Linked DNA regions of Ovis aries: regions 1 and 2 are each linked to region 3. The links are chromatin contacts, called in public Hi-C maps. All regions are on one chromosome and are shown on one strand. Each heading gives the region's core, a stretch centred on a gene start, on an enhancer-like site or on the middle of the called end of the contact. The rest is flanking DNA. Distances are from core to core; before and after follow the strand shown. Region 1 holds the start of SARS1 (seryl-tRNA synthetase 1). Region 2 holds the start of CFAP276 (cilia and flagella associated protein 276). Region 3 overlaps ELAPOR1 (endosome-lysosome associated apoptosis and autophagy regulator 1).

The links. Hi-C and Micro-C count contacts between places; a contact is called where the count stands out from the background.
Region 1: a Hi-C map of blood shows a contact between it and region 3, with 1.9 times the contacts expected there. The contact joins the promoter of SARS1 here to the enhancer-like site in region 3. A contact is called at or near these places in 4 of 16 Hi-C or Micro-C datasets (all in blood).
Region 2: a Hi-C map of blood shows a contact between it and region 3, with 1.9 times the contacts expected there. The contact joins the promoter of CFAP276 here to the enhancer-like site in region 3. A contact is called at or near these places in 2 of 16 Hi-C or Micro-C datasets (both in blood).

What each region holds. Positions count from the first base shown.
Region 1 is chr1:86,494,884-86,497,937 of ARS-UI_Ramb_v3.0, reverse strand. It overlaps SARS1 (seryl-tRNA synthetase 1), which reads right to left and starts at 1,606. Exons shown (of 11, transcript XM_004002273.5): 1 at 1,369-1,606. The coding sequence starts at 1,504.
Region 2 is chr1:86,407,373-86,410,423 of ARS-UI_Ramb_v3.0, reverse strand. It overlaps CFAP276 (cilia and flagella associated protein 276), which reads left to right and starts at 1,584. Exons shown (of 6, transcript XM_027972593.2): 1 at 1,584-1,755; 2 at 1,924-2,082. The coding sequence starts at 1,993. ELAPOR1 (endosome-lysosome associated apoptosis and autophagy regulator 1) reads right to left here and starts at 573. Exons shown (of 21, transcript XM_060412451.1): 1 at 353-573. The coding sequence starts at 505. It overlaps LOC132659425 (a long non-coding RNA gene), which reads right to left. Exons shown (of 2, transcript XR_009599874.1): 2 at 3,033-3,051.
Region 3 is chr1:86,452,432-86,455,452 of ARS-UI_Ramb_v3.0, reverse strand. ELAPOR1 (endosome-lysosome associated apoptosis and autophagy regulator 1) reads right to left here. Exons shown (of 21, transcript XM_060412451.1): 4 at 2,707-2,854; 5 at 2,155-2,235; 6 at 1,429-1,534; 7 at 1,148-1,297. Among named protein-coding and RNA genes, the nearest start is that of SARS1, 42 kb to the left of the region's middle. Within about 2 kb of position 1,437, at least 6 of the 54 cell types and tissues checked have an H3K27ac peak or open chromatin away from gene starts, as enhancers often do.

The DNA.
Region 1 (3,054 bases), core at 357-2,856, 42 kb before region 3:
GCGACCCTATGGACTGTAGCCTGCCAGGGTCCTCTGTCCATGGGATTCTCCAGGCAAGAATACTGGAGTGGGTTGCCATTTCCTTCTCCAGGGATCCAACTTGGGTCTCCTGCACTGCAGGCAGATTCTTTACAGTCTGAGCTACAATGGCTAGACTGATATAAAATCTGATACTTCTGACATCTGACTCAGTAAACAGTGTCCAAACTAGTTTTTCCCCCCCTCCCATTTAATTCAGTTGCAACTCAAAACTTCACATGTGGATTCAGGTGGTGGGATTTCAGTCAAACAAACCACCAGAATCAGTAGAATACCTGAGCTAAACTAATATTCTCCTGGTACCCAATACCCTATATTACCAACTCTTCCTTCAACTCCTTCCCTACACGGGTGACACTAAAATGTAGGAAAATCAACTTTCCTAACAGAAATCCAACATATTTTTGGACAGTGACCGCCTATGCAGTGAGCTGTCATAAACCTGGCTCTCTAGCTGGTTGCAGACCTATTGCATCAGACAGAGTAAATCACGTGTTTGACAGTATCCGGCCAACTGGTGACTACTCCGCCTAGTCTAGGCAGATTGATAGGCAGAGGGTTCTACGGTGTTATTTAGCATCATGAAGGATGCCCGGTCCAGTTCCAGGTTCTAGCCCAACTCTACCAATGTCCTTCCCGGAAAACTTCCACAAATCACAACTAAACAGCCTCAATAATTAAAAGCGTTTCCTTGCTTCACCACATCCCTATGCCCATGTCTGATCTACCAAGGAAGATTATTCTCGGTTCTTAAAGGTTTGCCCACAGTTCAGGGGGAGGCTCAGTTCCCCAAGGCTCCGGGATCACTGTTTTTAGCCAGGAGCGGCCTCCTCAGTCCCAAAATGCTTTCAATATGGACGGAGTGAACCTACTGCGCTGTAGATATGACTCAGGTTGAAACCTTTGATTCTGTCGAGAGAGAAAAAGATCACTATGACCTCGCTAAAGATGAGAAAAAGACAGAAGGCGACCAAAGACACGTGTTCGGAAAGGGGAACTCTCCAAACCTCCCACCCAGGCTTTCCTCTGGCTACCCTTGCAGCCGGAAGACTTGACAGCTCTTGATGCGCCTGCGCCACGCTCCTTTCCTAGACTCAGAAGTAGCGATCGGCACTCAGCCCACCGAGAAGGGAGGTGGCACAGCCCGGCGGAGGGGGAAAGAGGAATAATCCGACTTTAGGGTGCCGGATGCGTTTTGAGGGGGACAGAGAGCGCTTCGGAGCCATCGCAACCTGGGAGAGAGTCTTAACGAAGGGTGGAAGTTCAGGAGAGCCGACAGATGAAGTTGGGGATAGGGTCCGGGGCTACTCCGCATGTCCCGGTACTTACATCGTCGCCACTCGCTGTCTGCATTCACCAGCTGGTCCACCAGTGCCGGGTCCTTGAAGCGCTTCTCCTGCGACTCTCGGATGAGCGCTGGGTCCCCCCCTTTATCCACCCGAAACAAATCCAGATCCAGCACCATCGTTCCTTCCCCCGGGTCAACACTAAGGGAAGTGAGGTTCGTCCCACAGCAGTCAGCCTGTGACCGCCGCACTGCACCCGCGCACTTATCCGCCCTTCTTGCGTAGGCGCGGCGGAAGCGTGGGGACGCCCCACCTCTGGACCGGAAGCGGCTGTAGCGGAAGCGGGTCCGCGGTTGGGTGGGCGTGGGCCCCCTGGGGTGTGTTTAGGTCCCGCTCTTGAGCGGGTTTTAGCTGCTGCTGTCCTTTCTTTCAGTGGCACTCAGCTCCAGTACTCTTGCCTGGAAAATCCCCTACAGAGAAGCCTGGTAGGCTGCAGTCCATGGGGTCGCTAAGAGTCGGACAGGACTGAGCGATTTCACTTTCACTTTCATGCATTAGAGAAGGAAATGGCAGCCCACTCCAGTGTTCTTGCCTGGAGAATCCCAGGGACTGGGGAGCCTGGTGGGCTGCCGCCTATGGGGTCGCACAGAGTCGGATGCAACTGAAGCGACTTAGCAGCAGCAGCTTCAGTGCTTTCTTTCCAGCCCTGCCTGCTTCTGTAGGGGCTCTAATTGTCCCATGGAAGAGCAATGAGTGCCTGTTTCCTCCCCGTATTAAAGGGCATATCTAAGACAAGGCCTGTCAGTATAATCACTGGCTTGGAAGCTGGGGCCTCCAGTAGATTCCAGTTTCCACCTTACAAGCTTCTAAGACTTACAAGTCCTAAGACTGGACCCTCTCTCTGAACCTCTACTCTTTTCTCCATCTTGAGTCAAGAGAGTGGCAAAACGTTTTAATCCCTAGATTACTTCAATTCAAAATTCCTCCTCTCCTACATGAGTTAGGATACCTTTCTTAATCTGATTATTGAGTACCACCAAACTGTCTCTTTTGCAACGCTTCAGATCTTGGGGTAGGAGGAGTGGGATTGAAGTCTTTCAGAGAGACACTTGAAGAGACTTTTCCAAGGGGAAAATAGGAGATTTGAAGGCAGTTTAAGATATTGAATTCATGTCTTGCATCTATGTGAAAATTTCTAGAACACAGATTTCATCATATTTTAATTTTATAACATTCAGGCCTTTACAGTGAAGTATTCTGGTTGATGAGTGGAGCCAAAGTTATCCAAAAATTTCCCTGATAACAAGAGCTTTATTTGAAGGATTTGGGAATGGGCATACTCTGACCTGGGCTTCCCAGGTGGTGCTAGTGGTAAAGAACCCACCTGCCAATGTAGGAGATGTAAGAGATCCTGGTTCCATCCCTGGGTCTGGACAATCCCCTGGAGGAGGGTATGGCAACCCACTTCAGTATTCTTGCCTGGAGAATCCCATGGGCAGAGGAGCCTTGCAGGCTACAGTCCATAGTATCTCAAAGAGTCAGACATGACTGAAGACTTAGCACGAATGCACACATACTTTCCCACATCCTTCCCACTTTACCAAGAGTTGAGAGTCCCACCCTCAGTGCCGCAAAGCTAACTGTGCTAAGACCTTGGTCTTATGCCATTTGCTTGTGCACCTGTCAGGAGGGCATGGCATTGCTGTTCTTGCCCCAGCAAAGCTCTGCC
Region 2 (3,051 bases), core at 335-2,834, 45 kb after region 3:
TACATAATCTTTTGTTTTCAACCACTTTTAAGGTAATTTCATTTCAGCTGGGAAACAACTCCTGTCTTCTTCCCTCGTTCCAAGCCCAGGGACTCGAGTCCCTCCTGAGCTCCTTGGAGCTGGGACCTTTCCCGAGCTCAGCAGTCCAAGCTGTGAGGGTGATCTATTCTGTGAGTCCTCCAACGGGGTGGCCCCTCCATGACGCCAGTCTGCTCCTCTTCCTTTTTCCCCCTATCCCCATAGAACCTAAACTCCGTGCCCTCTGAAACTGTCTGTGTCTAAGTCGCCAAGATCTCCGCTGGGATCCAAGATTTTTTTGACCTAAGTGGGGTCGGGTCGGGGAGGACAGTACCTCTTTGCAGGAGTGAAGCTCCGGTCCCGCTCCCTGAGTCACCTGGAAGGCGGTCCCAGCCCAGAGTAGCAGCCGCAGAAGCCGGAGTGTGCGCGGCTCAGTTCTTCCCCTGCCTCTGGCAGAGGGATGGAGGCTGTGGCCAGGCTCAGCCATAGTGTTGTTCAGAGCGAGCGACAGCAGCGGCTCAGGTGCTGCGGCTGCAGCTACTGCTGGCAGAAGGCGGAAAAAAAGGGGAGGGAGATTCACAGGGGGCAGGATGTAAGGGGCTGGGCTCGCTTCAGTCACCTCCCTGCGGCTACGCCAAGGCCGCCCATCCTTCCTCCTCCCTCCTTTCTCTTATCCTCCTCCTACCCACGTCGCCTTGGCAACCGCCTCCTCTTTCCCTTCGCGCGGGTGGGGCAGGGACCACGAGCTCCTCTGCCGCTCACCTGCCGGTCGCCATGGCAGCCGCCGCCGCTAGTGTGCGCGGCGCAAAAATGCACGCGCCCAGGGTCCGCAACCGGCCCAGCAGGCGCGCACAAGGCTCGTGCAAAGAACGCGGTGGAAACAACCTCCAAGCCATCACTACCAAATTCATTATTTCGGGCCATCGGATACCTACGAGCATCACTAATTTTGCAGACGTGGCGTTCTACATATACTTATTAAGCATCTTGTTAAAAGCAACAGAAAAATGACCGCTATGATGTCTCTCCTCCAGGGATTATAGCCTGGAAGACTGGCCCGGGCAGCTGTTACCTAACTGTTACCTACTGTAACAGCTGCTTCTGGAGGTCTTATTTCCACCACACCAAACCCATTTGTGAATTTACAACCAGTCCTATGCGAAACCATGGGACTCACATAGTCAAGCCGAGTTTAAGCAAGGAGAGTTTGCCTTAGCTGGGCAATTTTCCAAACACACCTGGACTCTTCTGTCATCGCTCTGAGAAATCCTTTCAGGAGAAGGACATTTCAGGGCTGGCTATCTTTTATGAATTCTTTCCTAAACTGAAGTCTTTTGCAGAAGATCTGTAAGATGGGAGGCTAGCGTTTTTCACCGACGGCTCGCGAGTGCAAATCCAGGGCTCCCGAGTACACTCGGCGACTCTTTCGCCTCTGTGTTCCCAGTAGCTTCTTCCCGAGGGGCCTCCCGCGTTAGACCGCCAGGTGGCGCCCTTCTCGGAGGGAATTCGCCTTAGTCACAGAAGGCCGAGCAGTTGCCTGGCAACTGAAATTGGGCGTTCCAAACAATTGGGACCCGGGCTCCTCCGCGTGCTAGGTTGTGTGCGGCTGCGCGGGTCTCTCATCCCTCTTAAAAGCGCCTCGCTCGGTGTTTTATCATGCCTCTCACCCGAGACCCTTTCCAGAACCCTGCGTTGGATAAAGATGATTCCTACTTGGGAAAGTCGCGGGCTTCCAAGGTACTGAGGTTTCTTACGCAGGTACCCAGTAAGGTCGACCTCACTCTTCTGTCGGCCTGACCGGAAGTGGTAACTTAACTCTGGTGAGGACACTGAGTCAGGTACGGGAGAGGTCTGTTTTCTGCCTACCTCCATGATCCCATTTTCAGGTCTCCCCACCTTTCACAGGTGCTTTTGAGCAGAGGGAAGTTTGGCGCTCTAGTCCAGAGGAACAAGGGGCACTTGCGGACCTAAGCAATGATTGGTATGGCGGGGCTTGCACAGGCCCAGATTCCACCAAGCAACGCTTTGCCCTATTTGGGAAACTCTTCTATAAAGAGACGTGAGGTATATAGAGTGGGAAAGAGGTATCAAACACCAGGTCATGCTTTATGCATCTGTCTTTGATTCATGTTGGAATGTGTTTGTGTATCTATGCGTGTTTCATGATGATCCAGGAGGAGTAATGGACCCTAAAGCAGTGATGCAGGGGGTGGCGGTAAGATGCAAAGGGCAGGACTGATGGGGCTTTGTGACTGACTGGATATGGGCCCAAGAGAGTGGCCCATCTAGGAGGGCTCCTAGGTTTCTGAGGGCTTAGCTGATACCATTTACTGAATGAGGTGTCCGGGAAAAGCAGGTTTGGGGAGAATGCCGTTGAGATCAGTGATGTTGCTGTTGTTTTTTGGTGCCTGTGGGACACTTCTGTGGAGATGAAGAGTAGACAACACGGTTAGGGGTGTGGGTTGACGATGTGTGGAAGCCACAGTGTTCATATAGTGGTGCTTGAAGCCAAAGGAGGGAATGAGCTCACCCAGTGAATGTGAGAGTCAGAAAGGCAGAAATGAAACCCCTGGAGAATCCCACTTAGGGGCAGAGAGAGAAACAGAGCTGAGAAGGAAGCTGAGAAATAACAGCCAGATGCAGAAGAAAAACCAAGAGGAGCTAGACCCATGAAGGATGGAGAGAACATTTCGTGGAATCCAGAGTTATGGCGCCAGAAACCACTGAGGTCAGATAAGATCAGCTCTGGAAATGATCCATTTGACCTAACCACAAAGGTCGTTAGCAAGAGTAGTTTCAGTGGATGCTTGAGGCAGAGGTCAGACTATATTGGAATGGAAAGGGGACGGAAAGGGGGTGGGAGAGAAAGTGGAGAGTAGTATGTGTTGACTCTTAAGGAGGGAGCCAGACAGTGAGGAAAGGATGAGATGCTGGGTACAGGAGATGCCAGGATAGCACAGGTCCCTAAAATACCAGGAAGGGCTGGGCTCAGGAAGGAAGAGTTATTCTTTAAAAAAAAAAAAATTTTATTTT
Region 3 (3,021 bases), core at 188-2,687:
TGGGGACACTGCCCATCTTATACCAGATCCCCCTGCTGCTCCCAAGATCCTCTCAAGTAGCCAGGTTCTATTTGTCAAGCTGGGCTGCTTCAGGAAGTTATCCAGGGACTGCAGAAATAGGCTGCTATTCGCTGTCATCTTATCTTCCTTAAGAGGAGTGGTTTTCAAACTATGTTCCAAGGAACCCTGGACTTTTTGACAAGGCCTGCTTTAAATTCAGTGGATGCTTTGAGTTCAATGGATAAAAGATTATAGCTTCTTGCTTTCAAAATGTTTTACACATCAATACAACCTCTTGGCTCTTCTAAATTAACTGATAATGATTGTTATAAATTTAAAAACATAAATGTATACCTCTTTATCTACTGTATAGAATATTTATAATCTTATTTAAGGTTTTATTAAAAAACAAAAAACAATCGCAACCCCTTTCCCTAGCTTTTCTAATTCCTCTAATTCTGAGCTGCTTTTTCTTTTTGCTATGGTACCCTGCACTTTTTGCTGTCTAATATACAATATACTTTATTACATATTTATTATTTAGTTATTATAGTTATTACTTATTCCATTTACATTCCAGGATGTAAATTCTATGAAGACAGAAAGTGAAAATGTTAGTCGCTCATTTGTGTCCGACTCTTTGAGACCCCATGGACTATAGCCTGCCAGGCTCCTTGTCTATGTAATTCTCCACAAGAATACTGGAGTGGGCTGCCATTCCCTTCTCCAGAGGCTCTTCCTGACCCAGGAATCGAACCCAGGTCTCCTGCATTGCAAGCAGATACTTTACTAACTGAGCTACCAGGGAAGAGCATGAAGACAGGGATCCTTGTCTAATTTGTTTACTGATGTATTCCAAACACCCAGAATAAGGCCTGGCAGATAGTAGTGGCTTGATAAATACTTATTGAATGATTTCATTTCAAGAGTGATTGGTGGATTAGCCAGGCTCTTCCAGGGCCCAGAAAGCAAGGGCTCTAGAAGAATCATCTTCAGCTTGGCCAAAAGGATGGCTCCACTTCCTGTTCACCTCTGTATATATGTTGGTACCTCCCCCGACTCCACCCTACCCCACTCCCCGCACGCCCCCACTCCCCCCGCCCCAACCCCCAACGCGCCCGAAACACCAAACTCTTCCTGCCCTCACCTGAATATTTGTCAGGGTCACACTGGTGGCAGGAAGTTTCTCCCTTATTGGAATAAAAATTGGCTGGGCATAGTTTGCAGGAAGAGGAGCCCTGCTGGTCTGCGTACGTGCCAGGTTTGCAGGGGAAGCATTCTGAAGTGTAGGCCACCCCTGGGGAGGAAGAACAACATAGAAGGGCAAGGATTGAGCCTGGAGACTGAGGGCCGTGGGGACTAACCCCACCCTCCCTGCAGAAGTCAGCATCAGACCCCAGACCCAATCCTACCATCTACAATCCGTACCTGTTATGGCAATGTTTCTCACCAGCACGGGCTTGGACACTTTGGACCACACTGAGAAGGCTGTGGTTCTCCAGTAGAGGACGTTGTTGCCTCGATTTAGCTCGACCTAAAAACCACAAACAGGAAAGAGTTCCCTCACAGAGACAGATGCTGCTGGTCCATTGCATCAGCCTCCTGGGGGGACCCCTCCTGTTGCAGCCTGCAAGGCAGCTCCTGTTCTGCTCCTCTCCCTCCGCCTCCTCAGCATTGCCCTTCTGCCCCCTTGGCTCAGTTCCTCTCTCCTTCGAAGCCTCCTCCTCCAACTCTCTCAATGTCCTCTCCCTTGAACCCTCAATCACATATATCATGAACATTTCTGCGGTGAGATCAACGAAGGGACCTGAAGATACTGACAACAGCAAGGCGGAATCTCCCTCCTTATTCTTCTCTGGTTCTGTTTATCCATGCCCAGCCCCAGGAAACTGGGCCCTTTAAACCTGCAGAGCTCTGGTCCTTGGGGTCAAGCCAGAGGAGTGAGTCAGTTCACATCCATATTATGCCAACCCATGAGAAGAGAAACTACAGCATCCTCATGTTGTCAGGCTCCTGCCCTCCAAGGAGAGAAGGGTGGAGGCCCAGACTGGGAGGAAGAGGCCTTTGTCCTTGGTCCCTTTTCTGGGGTCTCTAGGGAGAGGCCCTTGGTCCCTTTTCTGGGGTCTCTAGGGAGAAGGCTGCTCTGATACTCACACTGTGAAATTCCCATCCTTTCTCTGTGGTTTTCATCCACCTCGAGTCATCTGCATTGGGCTGGCACTGGTCATTCTGAACCTGAGGCAGCAGGAATTTGAGATCAGAGTCTTAGCTTTCTAAGGAAACAAGTGTCTTACCCCACAAAGCACCAGCCTTCCACAGGGCCCCTCTTATGGGAGAAAGACAGCTCAGAACTCATGAGCCTTGAAGTAGGGCAGGAGCTAGTTACACACACAGGATGTCAGTACATTGACACTAAAGAAATTTTGCAGAACTCAGAGCTATTTTCATGCCCGAACATGGGAAAGCACCTAGGACTCTCCCAGACTGTACTGTTCCCCACCAGGGTCCTCTGACTTCCATCTTTTCTTTAACTCTTGAAGCTTCAGCTCATTTTGACCACAGTTCTCTCCAGAGGGAAAAATGACTGTGAAAATTTCCCAAGCAGGACTGTGTGTGATTTCTGTAAGTGCATCTGAGCCTTACAGGGTCTTTACCTCCAACCTTCCCACCTCCCCCCACCTCCCTGCCCCCCAGCCAGGGGCTTACAAAAAACTCGAAGATGATGCTGGAGTCTGGGTAGTAGTATTCAAAGTTAACAGTGCCAGACTGCTTCAGGTTGACGGCATACATCAGCGTGGCCGTGCACTCGTCTGTGTTGGAGGCGATATAGTCTCCCAGTGGAACCCACTTGGACCTGTGAGGAAATAGGAGCCAAGGTCACAGTCAGGAGGCCAGCCCACCAGGGCTTGCACGATCTCAGATCTCATGTCCTGCTAGGTCTCTGCAGAATTTCAGACTGGTGATTCATAAGCAGAAGCTTACACGTGAAAATGCTCAGTGAAGAATGACCTCTAGGTCAAG